2 separate regions of the Hordeum vulgare genome follow, and region 2 is linked to region 1. A link is a contact called in public Hi-C data. All regions are on one chromosome and are shown on one strand. The core of a region is the stretch at or near the end of the contact, and the rest is flanking DNA. Distances in the headings are between cores, read along the strand shown. Region 1 has its middle 31 kb from the start of LOC123442660. Region 2 has its middle 150 kb from the start of LOC123442669.

Region 1 (3,335 bases), core at 39-2,538:
TTCTCCCAACCCCTCGCACCCGCCATCCAGGACCAACCTTCGGCTCCACCACACCCGATGCCCACCAACATGTGCCAACACAGTCACGAGGACACCACCGTCGTGTCACCACAACCAACGAAGCGAGGCCGGTTGGATCCAAACGAGATACCCGTAGACAAGGACCGACAACACCGCAGCCGCGAGGGAGGGAACAACCTCCACCGGCTTAGGCGGTAGCAGACCAGGCATAGCAGCAGAGGCGCACCAGACGAATGTCCGTCCGAACCTAGAACGGACCCGTGAAACTCCGCCGCCAAGTTGCAGCAGTCGCGGCACAACAACCGCCATCCCTGTCGCGAGGAGCTCGCCAGAACCACTGGAGAACAACCCACCGCAGCCCCCAGCAGGCCCGCCTCGACCCAGATCGGGTCCATAGGGCCTAGATCTGAGCCAACCGAGCGCCGTCGGCCGCCGCGAAGCCATGGGATGTCACCGCCGCCAAGGGGCAACGCCTCCACACCGCCGCCGTCCAGATCCGCGCCGGAACGCCGCCGGGCGAAGGGCTCCGCCGCCAGGACCGCTCGCCTGAGTCGGGGTCCAGCGACGGGGGAAGAAGGGGGGCCGCCACCGCCGGACTACGGGGCGCCGCGCGGCAACGCCCGGCTGCGCCCGCCGACGGCAGCGGTGAGGGGGAAGGAGTGAGGTGCGACTCGCGGGAAGGGGGAGGAGTGGGGAACCGCCCTGTTCGCCTTGCTCTTTTTTTTTGCTTAGTTGAAGGAAAGAGAAGAAGAGAGAGAAGTTAAACACGCTCTTAGTTAAGAACCAGCTATAAAACGTACTCCTAGATACCTTGTGAGAGTGAATGATGAACCATACAATAATAATAATAAAAACTCTTCTAACAAACTATTATACAATACAATGAATCCAGTTATCATAGGAAACATTCCTCCGCTTGCTCCTCAATATCTATAAGATGGATTATAAATGAAATGACAATGCTTTATAACCACCATTTGATTGTACTATTAACCATGCTCTTCGGGTGCCGCTTTGAAGATGCCCTTACCGACTTGCGTGGCCACACACGCAACAGCCTCTCTTTTCACCGCCGTCATTGTCCTCCCATTAACCACGGCATATTCGATCCCGCCGGAAAACGCTACAGCACACGTGGTTGCACCGTGAAGGCGTGTCTTTGAGTTCCGTGGCCCAGGTTCGCACAGATTGACCCTCCACCGCTGCACGGCGTAGTGGGGGTCGCCTAGCCTAGCTTAGCTTTTAGCCGGTACGGTGCGGTGTCAGCGCCGAGCGCCGAGCGGTCGCATGCATGCATGTACATCTTTCATTGATCGCGTTGGATGGATGTGTACGTGCTCTTGGCGACAGCAACGCGCGCTTGGCTTGGGCTCGGCTCGATAGCTGTCCGAAACGTACGTCTAACCGACCCCGCCCGAAAGTACAAGATGGACCGCCCCGTGCACCGACCTGGCGCCATCCGCCACGTCGAGACGAGCGGCACGTACGCATCGCGTCTACTGTACGTACACGAGTGGCTGGGCGTGTAGCCGTACGCGTCCTCCGCTCTCGTCGACCTCCCTTTTTTTTTCTTTCTTTTGGTGATTTTTGGGTGAAAGGGGCACGACACGACTAGCTAGTAGTAGTGGTTGCTTGTGGAATAACAATGATGCGTGCGTGCGTGCGTGCGTGCCCGGTAGCTAAGCATGCATCTTAATTGGAGCCCTCAATTATTCGATCGGGCATATGCTTCGCAGTGATCGGCGCTGGAAAGCTAGAGATTAGCAGTCCAGCGAAGATGCTATGGATGTGTACGTAGTACTCCTATAATGAATTCATCTCGTTTGTTGATGAAAAATCTAAAATCTTGTCTTAATTGATTGCGCCTACAAGGTAGATACATGGGCGCCATCACGCAAGATGAGGGAGGGAGGGAGGGCAGTGGGCAGAGGCAGGTCGCTGTTGCGCGGGAAGCGTCGCCCCGAGTAACGTGGCCTGGCCCGATCGCGTCTCGGCATCAAGCAAAAGCGGAGAAAGCAACGGGAGCGAGCGAGCGAGATAGGTGGATGGAGAAAGGGACCAGGCAAAACAGCAACAAAGATGGTACTGGAGATATTGTTGCGATGGCTGGTCCATGATCGTGTACTGAGTACCGATGGGTGTCCTGAATCATAGTACATACCTGCAACCTTTCCCATTTGCTCGTTTTTATTGGCATCTCCTTCCTGCCTGCCTGCCACGTTCGTATGTCATCACGAAGCAGATTGCCGAATTAATCGAGCCACATCCAGCAGATCGATCATAGGTTGTTCAGTTTGGCCAGGGAAACATAATCAATTGCTTAATGCAGAGGCTGATAAGCTGCCACTGCACATATGCGATCTCAACTGTCTATTGATACCGTGGCACAAGCGTGTGACAGGCTCACCGCTCACGGCATACTTCCGGAAGCTTGGAGTGCGAACTGACCTAAGCTTGGAGAAAATCTAGCAGCTACCGCTATTATTATTATTATTTTTATATAATTGATTGAAGTGGTTACCTTACCTGGCTACCTTGACGATAGCATGTCGACCTTGCCACCGATCCGGTCCGTATGACTATTGTTCAGGTAATCGTTAACTCGTACCTGCTCGGTTGGATGGCGAGTAGGAGATTAATAAACTAATTGATAAGGTAATTGGTCATTTAATCAATTAATCGGATGACTTTTTGTTTTATCGGCTGCTCGATGATCCTATGAATAGGGATTAATCGATAAATTAGCTAGTTAACCGGATAAATTTTTGATCAGGTTATGGGTGAAAAGAAATTTTGAACCAACAGTTATTATGACTAATAAAATACGTCAGATCATCTGTCATTGCAGAATTCATCATTGTATGAGTTTTCTAGCCAATTTGGTTGGATGAAAGGCCGGAAGTGTGAACATTCCATCGTTATATTCAGTTTCAAGTGATTAGAGCAACTTTAGCACACCCCGCATCCGTCCCCGATCTGTAAAATAACTGTCAAAATGCGGGTACGGGCTGGAAAGTGTGCCCGACCAGACCCCGCATCCCATCCTGGCCCGCAAAATTTTTTTGGGGGCGCGGCAAATTCCCGATCCCAACCTGGGAAAACGCGGATTTCCCCCTCGCGGTTGCAGTGCCCTGCATCATAGAGAAGCAGTTGGCGGGAGGGACATTTCAACCCGCGCTCTTTTCCCCCTCCTTCCACCGCCGCCCGCCCGCCACCGGCGATTCCGGCCATATCTGCAGGCGAGCCGCTGCATCGTCCCTCCGGATCCGGCGAGAAGAGCCGCTCCCCGCCGCCGCCGCCGCCGGGGATCGAGC
Region 2 (3,187 bases), core at 515-3,014, 130 kb after region 1:
GGAGGTGATGCAAGAAGTATCTCGGGGAGTTACCTTTTCCTTCAACCTCTTCAAAGGTACATATTTTTGTTGCACCACCAACACTGATTTCTTCAATGAAATCATTGTGAACATGATCCATTAGACCCGGGGGTGGAATTCAGCTGCAAAAACAACCACTTTTTGTTTACTACTAGAAGTAGAGGCAAGGGTATTCTTCTTAGGGAAATTGGCCTTATCTAGCTCATCTATTGGGGTGTCCTCATCTTCTTCCACATCGTCTTTATCTGTTAGGTCAGTATTTTCCTCAAGCTCCTTCTCTTCATTCTTGCTAATGTTAGGACCTTCCTTGTCTCGGTCATCCCCATCTTCATCATCCTCTTCACCAATCTAATCAAAACCTTCCACATAGAAGAACATCAGATACAATTTCTTTTTAATTTCCACCAATCTCTCAAAATGGGTTTTGGTTGGGTCCCTACATGCCACCTTCACACGAATGACCTCATATACGCATTTAAAAATGCCATTCCAGTCCACATCCACAAGGATACCAAAACAAGAAGTGATTTGAGAAAATACTTTCCAAGCACACCACTTGGGAGGAAATCCTTCAATCTGAACCCATGCTTCAGTGAGTTCTCCAAAGGGGTCTAGCATTCCTTGCCATTCGACCACCTTCGTAAAAACTCCATCAAAAGGCAGATCAAAATGAGGGAACTCAATCAGATCTTCAACATTCTTCCGATGAGGAAAGCATAGAAGGAATTTTTTACTTTCCACCTCTTTGATCTGCCGGGGCCATTCCTTGTTCTTGCAAAAGATATCGTTCAGTTGCATCAGTAATTCTGAGGTAGACACCTCCCCTCTCACCACATGTAGCAGAGTACAATTTTTATAGTTCATCCAACTTGATTCCACACACACGGGGATGTTAATATGGTAAAACCCTAAATCTGGAGCAACACTTCCAAAGTATGTTGCGGTAGGGTGTTGATGGACCCATGTTGCACAGTTGTTTACATTGTGTCCATCCTCACAAATGAAACACTTCTTGGTTTCAATGCAGTTACCAATGTAGTTCCTATGCCAACTTCAATTGAAACAAGTCATATCCTTGTACCTCGGATCCACGGCTTGAGTAGCTGGTGGATGTGGGACTGCAGGTGCCGCTCGTACTGGGTTGGGAGCCCCTCACACCAGATTCTTCGTTGCCACCCCCACCCTTGGCCATGGCCTTGGTCGGTTTCGTGGGAGCAGGTGGAGGAGGTGTGGGAGGCTGGACTTGCCCTCCCTGGGCAGGCACCGTCTTCTTGTTGGCCTGGCAACATGGAGGCCACTACTGTTGCTATCCCCCTTTGTCCATATTCCTCTTGACCACCTCCGTGAACGACAATGAACCAGGGCTGATCCCCTCCATCAAAAGCTTGAAGATGGTGGGGTAGGGTCAAAATGACCTAAGCACTCAACTGGAAAACAATCTTCTCTCAAAAATTTCCTAGATTGGAAGAAGTCTTTCCTCACCCAGAAAATTTTGGGGATGGCATATCTAGGGTATGGAGGGGAGGGGGTTGTGTATGTGAGGCCGGCGGCGCACGGTGGAAGGGATAACCCAAAGTAATCCAAAAAACTCTGCCGTTTCCTCCTCAAAGCTATTTTCCTCACGGAAAGACGGCTTTGGCAAATGCGCCTTCCGCTTGACCACACATCCCCAGATGAGGGGTGCAGGAATCGCAACTGGTTCACGCAAGGGCAATTTCGAATAAGCCCGTGGCACCTTAGGAACCACAGCGTCGCCATCCGACAAAGACCTCGCCAGGGTTGGGGAGGCACAAGCACCCCATGGCAACTGTGGAAGGCGAGGAGTAGAAACTCCAACAACAAGACTAGTAGGAGAAATGTCACACTCTCACAAACCACGATCTAAATTTTTGACCAGAATGTCACCACAACTCCCCACATCACGAAAACTCCCTTACTCCGGTAAGCAGAGATATCACCACGGTCTCCTGGCCACGGTGGTGGTTCCAAACTGCGGAGATGCAGCTCTCCCCCTTCACGACGCGCCCACAGCTCCGAGCCAAGCGCCCTTCGGCGAGCACGTCCGCTGGGAGCCCAAGGCTTTAGGGAACGAGGGGCAGGTTGACCCCGGGGGGGGGGGGGGGGGGGGGGGGGGGATTGGCCAACTCTATCACTGGCGGCAGACGGATGTTGAGACGAGAGGGGCTCTCCGCCTTGAACTGTCTCCAGCTCGCTGCCTGGCGTGGATCCATCGTCTCCGCCTCCTCGATGTCCCATAATATCATATCGTAGTCCATCCAGCCGTCGTCGCCGCAAAAAGGGGCTCGCTCCTCGAAGGTAGATCTGTGGATGATCTCCACCATAATATCTCGCCATTTGGAGCGGTCGGGGAAGCGCCCCCGCACCACGCGCAACATCTCCGCGTGCACCTCCGAAGAGTGCAGGTCGATTTCCGGCAGCAGCTCCACCGGAATCGTCTACTGAAGGGCCATCAGAGCTGCCACCATTGTTGTGGGGTGTGCCTGCCTCGCGTGGCCTCGACGACACCTCCCCGCTATCCTCCTCTCGGATCTGGGGGCTGGGGCTTGGTGGGTGGATGGCGGGAGGCTGAGAGTTGGAGTTATGGGAGTAGGCGAGGCACAGGGGCCATTAATGGTGGACCCGAGGTAACCTCGCAGTCGCCTTTGTCACGGGTGGAACAATCCATCTCCTCTGATCCCAACAAAGTGTACTTGTAAAAGCAGAATGGAGTTAAGCTTGTTTACATAAATACGCATTTCCTCATGTTTTTGTTCTTCTTTCGTGGGAGGCACATTTTCCTTCTCGTGGAAGCACGGATTTGGTTTCGCGTGAGGCACAGTCATCCCTCTTTGGAAAATGATCTTTTTTTGCTTCCGATTCGTTTTTTTCGTCTAGTTTGTTTATGAAGAAAAAAGTTCTCGAAACCTATCAATGCAAGGTCTAGTTATAAAGATCTCTCACGCGAGTAATCCAACAGTAAAAACGGTTTGAGATTTGAACGCACGGTACAAAAGATAAAACGTTTTGAATACTGGGTTGATACAAGTGACGTACAGGCAGTTGCCACTTGTCTTAACATGCGGAGATATGAGTGACCTTTGCAAAGAGTACCAATTAATTAGTAATTTCGCTATATAACATATTTTGATCAAACAGCCATGCGATG

The links. Hi-C and Micro-C count contacts between places; a contact is called where the count stands out from the background.
Region 2: a Hi-C map of seedling shows a contact between it and region 1, with 3 times the contacts expected there. The contact joins two enhancer-like sites. A contact is called at or near these places in 2 of 6 Hi-C or Micro-C datasets (leaf and seedling).

Annotation. Positions count from the first base shown.
Region 1 is chr1H:427,540,778-427,544,112 of MorexV3_pseudomolecules_assembly, forward strand. No RefSeq gene overlaps it. Among protein-coding and RNA genes, the nearest start is that of LOC123442660, 31 kb to the left of the region's middle. Within about 2 kb of position 1,289, at least 3 of the 3 cell types and tissues checked have open chromatin away from gene starts, as enhancers often do. A contact at or near this core is called in leaf and seedling, where this site is marked.
Region 2 is chr1H:427,674,422-427,677,608 of MorexV3_pseudomolecules_assembly, forward strand. No RefSeq gene overlaps it. Among protein-coding and RNA genes, the nearest start is that of LOC123442669, 150 kb to the right of the region's middle. Within about 2 kb of position 1,765, at least 3 of the 3 cell types and tissues checked have open chromatin away from gene starts, as enhancers often do. A contact at or near this core is called in leaf and seedling, where this site is marked.